2 separate regions of the Bicyclus anynana genome follow, and region 2 is linked to region 1. Evidence: chromatin contacts called from public Hi-C data. All regions are on one chromosome and are shown on one strand. The core of a region is the stretch at or near the end of the contact, and the rest is flanking DNA. Distances in the headings are between cores, read along the strand shown.

Region 1 (5,962 bases), core at 2,204-4,703:
TACATGAAATACCTATATTTTCAAAATAACTATCATGGGGTGATTAGTGATCGATACTGATGCCAAAAATGCAATCAGTAAAATTTTTGCCTGTCTGTAGGTATGTCTGTCTGTCTGTATGTTCGTTATAGAAACAAAAACTACTCGACGGATTTTAACGAAACTTGGCACAATTAGTCTTTAGACCCTTGGGCAGGTTTTAGTTTCATCACGCTACCATAAATAGGAGCAGAGCAGTGAAGGGAAATGTTGGGAAAACGGGGGAAGTTACTCCATTTTTACAGCGATACTACTTGTAAGAGCTGGATTAAAGAGGTTAAGGGCGGACGAAGTCGCGGGCGTCCGCTAGTAGATAATATGTATTTTTAGGCAAATAAAAGAAAGTATTTTGAAGTTAAACGGTTTAAATGTCTTAAAACGTTGCTTTCGTTATTAATGTAGGTAGAATTATCAACATCTTTTACATATAAGAGGGGCAGTTTGGGTAGGCCAAGGCTGGGATGTGCTTTCCCTTTTCCTGTACCTACACAGAAAAGCTCGATATTTATAGCCCAACCTAGGACTCGAACCCACAACTTTGTGACCCGCCACACTAAATCACCGAGACTTACGAGTTACCTACTTATCTATTCAACAACTAATATCTATATTTTATAATTTTTTACAAGTAAAATTGGGTACTCTTTACAGGTAAACTATTGTTTAATATAATTAATAGTTTGTACTGATAATGATAAACTACATTGTTGATTTTAAGGAAAATATATTTCTTCTGTAATATCTGTAATTCTTTACGAGTAAATTGTAAACTATTATAGGTACAATATAATATCTTCTGATAAGGGTAACAACATCGATGTTTTCAAGGAAAACTGAAAAGTCGGATTGATTTTGTGGTAAAATTCTCCGAAGGGACCTGAGTTCGAGTCTTGGAGTTGCTTTTGGGGTCAATAATTTGCCTCATAAGAAAACTCTGAGTCACACAGCGGGTGATGGAACGAGCTATGCTCGGAGTATCTCTTCGTGAACGAATCAGAAATGAGGAGATCCGTAGAAGAACCAAAGTCACCGACATAGCTCAACGAGTCGCCAAGCTGAAGTGGCAATAAGCGGAGCACATAGTTCGAAGAGCCTATGGACATTGGGGTCCCAAGGTGCTGGAATGGCGAACCTGCACTAGAAAGCGCAGTGTTAGTCGACCTCCCACCAGGTGGACTAACGACATTAAACGAGTCGCAGGGATTCACTGGATGCAGGCAGCTCAGGATCGTGATGTTTGGAAGTCCCTACAAAAGGCCTATGTCTAGCAGTGAACGTCCATCGGCTGATATGATGATGATGGGTAAATAAAATGTTTCCTAGCACGGAATCGAGAAACAAAAATAACCAGTCGTATTAGTGACGCTGGACCCGCCGCGTCTAATGTTACAAAAATGCTGTCTCTAATGAATTCAACCCTTGGGTGAAGGACAACTCCGCATGTGACCTCCATTCGCCCTAAGGGTACTATCACATTAGGTTGTGCAGCTTATTGGTTTACTTTATTAATCACCGATGCAAAAAGAGGGGTGTTGTAAGTTTGACGTGTCTATCTGTCAGTCTGTGGCACCGTAGCTATGGTAATATATCGCCTCGGGTGTAATTTTCAACTTACCGCACTTATATCATAATCTATACTAATATTATAAAGTTGAAGAGTTTGTTTGTTTGTTTGTTTGTTTGATTGATTGAACGCGCTAATCTCAGGAACTACTGCTCCGATTTGAAAAATTCTTTCAGTGTTAGATAGCCCATTTATCGAGGAAGGCTATAGGCTATATATTATCCCAGTATTCCTACGGGAACGGGAATCACGCGGGCGAAACCGCGCGGCGTCAGCTAGTGTACTATAACGTTATCAATCTAAGCCTGCCAACTCAGCAACAGCGTGGTGGGTCTTAACTCCATATCCCCTTTTCTAAAAGGAGGGAGGCCTGGATCTGTGGGCCGTTAAAATAGGCTGATAATTAGGACGATTTGATAATGTAGCTGATGAAAAAATGGTTATAAGCGTTTCAGCAATTTCGGAGCCTATTTACAAATAAACAAACGAAAAAGTCTTTCCTCTTTATAATATCTATACTTATAATAAATCTGTAGAGAGGTCAATTCTGTACATGAAATATTTTTCCAAAATAACTATCGGGGGGTGATTAGTGATCAATACTGATGCTAAAAATGCAATCAGTAAAATTGTATGTTCGTAATAGAAACAAAAACTACTCGACGGATTTTAACGAAACTTGGTACAATTGTTCTTCATACTTCTGGGCAGGTTATAGTATACTTTTCATCATGCTACCATCAATAGGAACAGAGCAGTGAAGGGAAATGTTAGGAAAACGGGAGAAGTTACTCCATAATTTTAGGTTCCGTCGCGTGTGCAGCCTTAATGAATCGGGTAGGGGTAGGGTAGGGTAGGGTAAGGTAGGGTAGGGGTAGATGAAAGTTTACATCGACTTTCACGCGGACGAAGTCGCGGGCGTCCGCTAGTTAGTAATATAACAAGGGTGGTATATGTGCTCGTGTGGTATAACTCTTATGTGTTCTCAGGATCCCATCTGTCAAGCAAATGAGTTTGCCGACGTCTCCCCACATGTGCGGCCGAGACTGCTCTTCTTTGATTTTTTTTTCACTTTCATAAAACAGATAAAACTGCAACGAGGCGAAGTTTACGAACTTTTAACGAACCCTATCTTCCAAGAACTTTTTAAATAGTAATTTTGAATTGAAGAGCATTCTCAGAGATAATTTTAAATTTTTAGGGCCCTTGGGGAAAAAGTGTAGATACCGTTATTTAAAGTTATTTGGTTAATGTTAGTATTGAAGAAGAAATAACTCTTGGTGCTCAAATGCTCACTTAATTTCTTCAGAAGGACTGCACGAATGCTACTACTTTCTAAAACTGACTGACTTATGTAGCCAGACAAAAGTCGATTAAGATAAGACCCATTTCTAAAACTGTTATTAAAGTTTCACAGCCTCACTGTAAAGGTCGTAGCATTTTCTTTACAAAGAAAACATCGTATGGCATTCCTAATTAGCTAGTACTAGATTCGTGAAAGACGTCGGATGCAAGTAATTTGCTCTTATGAATGTAAATAGCTCTCCGCTCACGCCAACATATGCTCAGCGCTTCGCACCGCCGGTGTTCACGAGATGCCTTTGACGGCGCCGCGTAGTTCCGCGCACGTTTCCGCCACCCGGCTGCCAGACAATGCTCGCATAACACCACATTGTCTATCATATCTTGTCATTGCCCACCGATGAATGGGACAAGTTCATTCGAATATAGCATACTATATAAGCCTCGACAAGGAAGGGTATAGAACGGGCCTCGGGTGCAAGCGAGACGCGGAGCTCCGGCCGCGGGCTCGGACAGCCGGACTGGTCGAGTTTTGTTTTCAGACGGCCCACTTGCATACTGCAGTAGTACGGCGAGCGGCGCACGAGTCAAACGGGTTCTCGGTGTCGTCGACGTCGTAATGAACGTCTCGCATTTCGACACGCGTCGCGCCTCGCCGCGCTCGCTCCGTCCGCGCCGCCGATAGCATCTGCAAATTCGATATTTAGATCGTGACACCGCGATACTTGTGATCGATTTTGCGTGACGTGATAATTTGCCGGCAATGTGATCTGACAGAATGCTGACCGCCCACTGATGTCCCCGCGTGAAAGGGGTGAATCGCATATCCCTGGAATGCACGTGCGGTCGTAACAGTGGATGTGTTCGTTGATGTAGTCCTTTTAAGATGCCGCGAAGGAGTAAATGGATGCATCTCGTGGCCGGCGTAGTCGCTGGCGTCACTTTGGGTGTATTTCTAAAATTATGCTTGAGACCTTCCTCGAGGACTTCAATAGAAGCCTGTCCGAATAATGCTAAATTGTACGTCGCGCCTGATCCTTTATCGATAGTAGATTTAAAGGCCGATGAAACTTTGTTCAACTCTAATAGAACTTTAGTGTTTGTCGGCGTCATGACGGCAGAGCAGTATTTGACCAGCAGAGCGAGAGCAGTTTACGAAACGTGGGCGCAGGACTTGCCGGGTAGAATTGCGTTCTTCAGTTCGGAGGTGTCGCGAGCGCCAGGATTACCTTTGATACCGCTGCGAAGCGTCGATGACAGTTATCCTCCTCAGAAGAAGTCCTTTTTGATGTTGCTGTACATGTTCGAGCATTACGGCGAGAGGTTCGAGTGGTTCATGCGGGCAGACGATGATGTTTACGTTAGGGGTGACAAGTTGGGGGAGTTCTTGCGGTCAGTGGACAGTAGAAAACCTCAATTCATCGGACAAGCGGGAAGAGGAACGAACAATGAAAAAGACGCTTTAGCTTTGGATTACAATGAGAACTTTTGTATGGGCGGGCCCGGAGTGCTGATATCTCGAGAGACTATGCGGCGGGTGGCCCCTCACGTCAAGTACTGCTTGAAGCACCTCTACACCACACACGAGGACGTCGAGCTCGGCCGATGTGTTGCCAAATTTGCCGGCGTCTCGTGCACCTGGAGCTACGACGTGAGTTATGTTTTATTACTTTGCGTTTAACGTTTAGAGTTCATTTTCTGATACGCCATTAAAAGGCTATTGTGCGGGTTCTTTTGTTTGTGGCGTTTTTGTATTGCAAATTTTAAAATTATTATAATCACGAGCTCAGTTGATTACAGAGAGATTTTAAATTTCAATCCAATTATTAAACCGTTTAGACGTCCATCAGGTGGTTCATAACATGTGGTTATCGTTAATTTTGCATTTGAGTTACGAATGCCTCGAGGCTGTTTACTATATCTATCCACCTATAGCATTTAAAAGTATGCATCGAGTTCTACAAAGTTCTTTGTTTGTATATTTGTTTATCGGCCCAATGAAAGGAGGTGAAATAGGCTATCGAACAGGTAAAGATAATTTGGGATCGGATGCCTTTTGTCGAGGACGAACCACTACATTTGCTTTGATGAATCCCCAGTTTCTACGAAATGAAGAGCTTTCTTGGAATCAGAGTTGATATTTGTTTGTAGGTAGGTAACTACTTTACTGCTAGCTGTTGGCTACCTATATTTTATCATTTAGGAGTGATTTCATTGGCCTCAAACGATGAGGTTTTTGCATATCTAGAATATATGCAACAGCAATTTATATGTAGGTACGTTTGTACGTACCTACATATAAATTGCTGTTGTCATACTTGAGCGAAAGTTTTGCGAGAGTTTTTAACTATTAATTGTTATTTAAGCCTAAATATGGTTATTTAGTTAGAAGACTTCGTAGATAGCTTTTTTAAGTTAACTTTCATTTAAGTTTATTGAAACTTATTATACCTACTTATCCAAGGTTAAAAGCTAAAATTTTACGAAACAGGTATTTTTATGTGGTATTTTATAAATATTTGGCCGCATTAATAAAATATTTTTAAGTATACCTAACAAAAAATGTCATGTGTTCCACCATTTGAATTTTTTTTTTTTTTTTTTTTTCACCGTTTTCTGCACTTTTTCTCTAATTTTTATTTAAAATTGTAAATTTTGAGGCTACAAATAGGAATCGGTATCTACCGTAAGTTTAAATAAGCATTGAGAAAAAAAAAACATACATACAGCCGAACGTAGAACCTCCTCCTTTTTGGAAGTCGGTTAAAAAAAGAACAACCAATTGGCCCACAAAATGAATAAAAACTGAGATCCGCATTCTGAACTCTGAAACGCAGTTCGTGCCCAAACGACGATCAATTGGACCGAATTTCAGGGGAACACCGTTAGCTTAGGTTCAACGTCTCCGCAAAAATATTATCTTGCTCGAATAAGTAACTTCTCGCAGAACTAAGCCGGCGTCAGAAACCGGTTGCTGGTTGCGAACGAGAGTGTTGCGATGAGATGGTCCTCATTCATAGATCTTGTAATGAAGTAGACACGCCTGATGGCTCTAGG
Region 2 (6,017 bases), core at 2,679-5,178, 37 kb after region 1:
CGAGTTGAATTCTATATGATTCTTGTAATATGAAATCTTTCTCTCTATATAATACCTATCAGTGAAAGTACCGACGGATAAAGTAAGATAGTTTATTTATTAAAAGTTACTTACGAAAAATGATTCTAACCTCTTAAATGTTAAAAATCGGAAAATGTTATCGAATTTACGTACTCGAATACGTTACGTTCTTTTATTTGAGGATTTTAGTATTAACCAGTTTGTTACTGTTACCTTCTTGTAATACCGATAAGCAAAGTAATTAAAAAGAAACTAATTAGAAAGAGGACAGAATGCATTTTTGTATATAAAGAATAAACTCAAAAACTTCTGGACCGATTTAAAAAATTCTTTCACCAATAGAAAGCCACATTATCAACCAGTAATATAGGTTTTATTTTATCCCCATATTCTCGCGGGAATGGGAAATATCGGGTGAATTCATCGTTGTACATTGGTCGCTATATCAGTAATCGATGAGTCATAATTTAATTTGATTATTTCTCTATAATTTTTCAGAACCTTCGCATTCAGGAGCTCCGAGAGCAGAGCCTGGACCTGCACCGGGACATCCAGTCTTCTGCGCGCGAGCTGGGGGTGAAAGGGGGTCAAGTGACCAGCTTTGTGTTACCTGGTGGAGTTCCGCTGTTCACGGCCAAGATGGGCGAGCCGGGCTACTTAGGAGATAATAGGATATTAGGTAACATTTTAGGCTATTACATAGCTTTTATCGCGGGCTTTGAGCGCGGCGACTCAAGAAATTCCGTAACGAAATTGAACCTAACACCCAAGCCGTGTATAAAGTTAACAAATTTCGACGATATCATATCGACTCAACTGGACAAGTGGTGTGAAACTAAGGGGCAAAACTTATTAAACCAGAGTTCGATTCCAGCTCAACGACATTTTTAATTGATTTTGAAATTTTATAATGTTACTAGCGGACGCCCGCGACTTCGTCCGCGTAAATTTCGATGTCAACTTTACTACTACCCCTACCCTACCCTACCCCTACCACCACCCTACCCCTACCCTACCCCAAATTTCCCCCTACCCTACCCCTACCTTACCTACACCCTACCCCCATCCTACCCCTACCCTCCCCGTACCCTATCCCTATCCTACCCCTACCTTACCACTTCCCTATCCTACCCGTACCTCTACCCTACCACTACCCTACCTCTACCCCTACCCTACCACTACCCTAAGCCCGGCCCTAAACCTACCCTACCCCTACACTACCCCTACGCTTCCCTACCCGTACCCTACCTTACCCTGTAACTTCTCTATCTTACTCCTACCCTTAGCAAAATCGGTCCAGTCCTTTGAGAGTGGTGGTATGACCAAGAGAAATAGAGACTTCTATGATAATAATATAAAGAGGTAAAGTTCGTGTGGTTGTAGGAGGTAATCTCTGGATCTACTGGACCGATTTGGAAAATTGTTTTACCAATAGAAAGCTACGTTATTTGCGAGTGTCATAGGCTATGTTTGATCCCCATATTCACACGGGAACGGGAACTACGTAAATGAAAGCGCCGAGCGTCATATAGCGGAATTACTGCGTCTTTTAGAAATTTTGTATTATCTCTGAAACTATGTAACTAATTAACATACTGTAAAGGGCAAATCTAATCTCCATAATATCCTTGTGATTATTAAACAATTTATTTTAATAAGGATTAAAGTTTAGTTGTATAAATAATGACGTAAACCTAAGTATATAAAATTAATAATTTTTAAAACACAAAAGGTACTATATCTGGTAATATATAGATGATAGATATATGGTGTCGCGGACTTTTTTGTAGAACTTTTAAAGATACATAAAGTCTCCATACATTAATTTCAATTTTACACAATAGTTAAGGCAGCGCATGCGAATAAGTCTGTTTAAGAGGATTTTCAGTCCGACCTGTATGACAAAAACTGTGATAACTCGGCTAATATATATGATACCAATATAAAATATAGCCTATAGCACTCCCCGATAATGTAGCATTCTACTGGTAAAAGAATTTTTAAAATCAGACCAGTAGTTCCGAAGATTACCCCATTTAAAAAATGTGACAAACTTACAAACTTACAAACTTTACCTCTTTATAATATTAGTATATATAGATTTATTTTATACTAGCGGACGCCCATGACTTCGTCCGCGTGGAAACTTTCAACCTCTAATTCACATTTTAATTTTAAAAATTCTTAAATCACATTATATTTCGTATTTTTTTATTGATTTATGATTAAATTTTTAAAACTTTCTATACAAACTTTCAAACCGTATTTCACCCCCTCCTATTTTTATTTCAGGGTCAAAAAGTACCCTATGTTTTGCTCCAAGGTACCAAGGTAGTATAATACCAAAATTCATCTTGATCAGTTCAGCCGTGAAAAGGTAACAGACAGACAGACAGAGTTACTTTCGCATTTATAATATTAGTTGGGATATATCAAGGTATTAATTACTTAGTATTGACCTTATTACCTTCGGGTAATAGAGATTTAAGAGACATTCGTGTCTCTTAAAATTTCTATATATTGAAACCTTGTCATCATCTCTATTGATGATTGGGACCCACAAACGTTACAAAGCCACCACTTAAATATTTTAATGCAAAGAGAAAAAATTAATAATTATTGTATAACTCCAGGTGCCCCGATAGACTTCAACCGCTACAAGGCTGACAGAGTGGAGGATATCGTGCCGTTCGACTTCATCACCAAGTCCATCCATTCCGTCAGCCACTCCAACCCTAAGCGAAGACTCGAAACTCCTCTGAAAGAGGCACTGGATGACGTCATACGTGAAGTTAGTAATTATTAAGTACTATCATAACCACTTTAGTCATCATCATCATCAGCATCATTATCAGTCGATGGGCGTCCACTGCTAGACATGCTTCTTGCATGGACTTCCAAATATAAATATCTCGAGCCGCCACTATTCAGGGCTTCCTGCAACCCGCTTAATGTCCTCAGCCCATCTAGTGTGCGGCCGACGGACAGTGCGCTATCCAAGGTCGCCATTCCATCAGCTCTTCGAACTATATGGCCTGCTCATTGCCACTTCAGCTTTATGAGTCACTGAGCTATGTCACTGACTTTGGTTCTTTTGCGGATCTCCTCATTTATAATTCGATCACACGGAGAAACTCCATGTATAACTCGCTTCATGGCCTACTGCGTAACTTTGAGCCTTCTAATGAGGCCTATAGTTATTAAGTACAGTTTAGTCATTAAGCACTTTTTTTCAGTAGCTTCAGCCTTTGTTTATGGCTTATTACAGTCATCATTATCATTATCAGCCGATAGATGTTCACGCTGGACAAACATCTCTTGTGTGAACTTCCAAACACCACGATCTCGTGCCTCCAGTATCCAGTGGCTCCTTGCAACCCAGTTGCTTTCGTCACCTTGTTCAGGGTCGACCAATACTGCGCTTTCCGTGGGGTCATTTCCATTACGGAATCTTGAGATCCTAAAGTCTGTCAGCTCTTCGAACTACGGTCTTCTTTTACTGCCACTTCGTGAATCGTTGAGCTATATCAGTATTTTTGGTTCCTTTCCTTATTTATGATCCGATCACACAGAGATAGCTCACCTCACATCACACAATACATTCCTGGCAAGACAAGTTGTTAGAAGACGTTTCGTCTGCAGGAGTTTTGAATGCAAATTTATCTCGGAGTTTCTCGAATGCTGCTAGCTAGCTTGTTGACGAGGTTGAAGATACAAGAGAGAAGAAGATGCTCCAATGAAGCAATGAAAATTATGAATATCTTTCAAACAAAATATATTTCGCAGGTGATGGAGATAATCAACGCCCCGTCTCGGCAGCGCGGGCGCGTGATCGACTTCAACGAGCTGCTGTACGGCTACACGCGCCTGCAGCCCGTGCACGGCGTCGACCACGTGCTGGACCTGCTGCTGAAGTACCGGCGCTACCGCGGCCGCAAGATGACGGCGGCCGTGAGGAGGCACGCCTACCTGCAGCAGTGCTTCACAGGTCGGATAAGAACCTCAATCAGAAATTTTGAAATTACAATTACTTCGTCAGGCTAAGAACCTGAGAACTTTTTGAATTACAACTTCATGACGGCCGCATGACGCAGCGGTAGTACCCTGCTTTCTGCATGCATTCGTGGGTTCGATTCCCACAACTGGAAAATATTTGTGTGATGAGCATGGGTGTTTTTTATACAAATACTTAATAGACTACAAGCCCTTGAACAAAAATTACCTGTGAAATGAACCAACGTGAATAAAGCTTAGAAAGCGTGAATAGAGCTTAGCTTAGAAGTCTACTACATCAGAAAATACCTCTGAGCACTATCACTTCTGAGCGGTACAAGTGAGTACCCGAGTGAATGGAATTGTTCAGGTACAAATGACGAAAAACCTAGTACTGTACGAAAGTGATGGTACCGGAAGTCAGAACAAATTTCGTCTCGTCTCAAAAAAATTGATAATTTTTTTCAACCTAGAACGATAATAAACGATTTAAGACCATTTTAAAAAAGTCTGAACTAGCCCATTGTGACTTCTAACATATCACTGCTGCGACCGAAAATGTTTTCTTACAAAGATGTTCATTATATTTTTTAGCAAACACCGTATTCAACCTAGATTCTAGAACCCTAAAATTTATAGCCATACAGTTGTGAGCCAATTACGCTAGGCTAGACCAACGCAGAAGATACACAACAAAAAGTCATCAAAAACACAAAAAAATCCACTTAAAATTATTTATGGTCAAAAGACCGGTGTCGGGTTCTTGCGAATTATATAATAATAGTACTTTTGTTTTTTGTAGGTCAGGTTTTTCTGTAGTAATTCTACTTGTTCCTAAAAACTTGTATAACGTGTTGTTATCTTTATGTGGTTGATTCACCATAATTTGTTCCACCACATTAAAAATATTATATATTTTAAAAGCCATTTTGACAACTCAAGGTTTTACAAAGTCATAAACACAAGATGTGTTCCATGTATTTAAAATAAGTTTGATTCTATATTTAGGTATAAACAGTTAATTTTAGTAAAGTATCATTTTGTTTTTTCCGTTGTTTTTGGTTGGTTAATCGTAAAAAAATTCTTAAAATAATAATATGAAAGCGTATTGGCCTTCTACATTTGTCTTATTTTTCCAAATCCCAGTCCTGGATATAAACAGAATACCTATATTAAAAAAACTTAATTTTATCACTTTTCCAATTTTCAGGAACCGAAATACGTGAGCTACCTATGGGAGAGCCAGCACCAATCGAGGATGCAGAAATATTGGAGCAACTCGATATCAACGTTAAGAATTATCAAAATGACTACGACGATTTTGATGATCCAAACAATAATCAGAACAGCTTCCTCGACATTGGCAATTTAAATATGAGACAAGCTTTCGAAAATAGCTTGTTGAAGATACATAACAACTTGCCAAAAATGCTTCAGTGGAGTAACGAAAATTATGAATATGCGGTGTACGACCGGCAGATACACTTCATTCTCCCTCTACTTGGTAGATTCGAAATATTCAATCGATTTATGAAAAACTACGAAGATATCGTCCTAAAAAGCGATGAAGCTGTTTCTCTAACTATCGTTCTGTTTTTGGATGCAGAAACTCCCTTAGATTATGAAAACTCCGAAACATTAGTCAATCATTTTAAGAGTGTTTATAGAAAGGATATTAAAATTGTTGCGATGGGTGCAGCCACGTTTTCAAGAGGCGCAGCGCTCACAGAGGGCCTCAAAGAGTGTTCAACTGATGATTTAGTGTCCTTCATAGATGTTGACATGATGTTCAATCACATATCACTTAGAAGAATAAGAATTAACACAATTAAATATAATCAAGTGTATTTTCCTATTGTGTTCAGTCAATATAATCCTGAAGTGGTGTACGGTGACGATTATAATAAATTTAAGGAGGAAAACACTGAAATTATCGCACCAGACAATTCAGAAGATAATGACGGTTCTAAAAGTGACATAGAGTTAGCGAATTTGAAATACAG

The links. A called contact is a pair of places that touch in the nucleus more often than the background predicts.
Region 2: a Hi-C map of whole body shows a contact between it and region 1, with 2.4 times the contacts expected there. The contact joins the enhancer-like site here to the promoter of LOC112051275 in region 1. A contact is called at or near these places in 2 of 2 Hi-C or Micro-C datasets (whole body and whole larva).

What each region holds. Positions count from the first base shown.
Region 1 is chr17:2,303,311-2,309,272 of ilBicAnyn1.1, forward strand. It overlaps LOC112051275 (chondroitin sulfate synthase 1), which reads left to right and starts at 3,454. Exons shown (of 6, transcript XM_024089845.2): 1 at 3,454-4,556. The coding sequence starts at 3,792. All of the region lies in intron 2 of LOC112051269, which reads left to right.
Region 2 is chr17:2,340,138-2,346,154 of ilBicAnyn1.1, forward strand. The region is part of intron 2 of LOC112051269; the gene reads left to right. LOC112051275 (chondroitin sulfate synthase 1) reads left to right here. Exons shown (of 6, transcript XM_024089845.2): 3 at 520-700; 4 at 2,655-2,812; 5 at 3,808-4,009; 6 at 5,225-6,017. Among protein-coding and RNA genes, the nearest start is that of LOC112051270, 26 kb to the right of the region's middle. Within about 2 kb of position 3,929, at least 3 of the 8 cell types and tissues checked have open chromatin away from gene starts, as enhancers often do.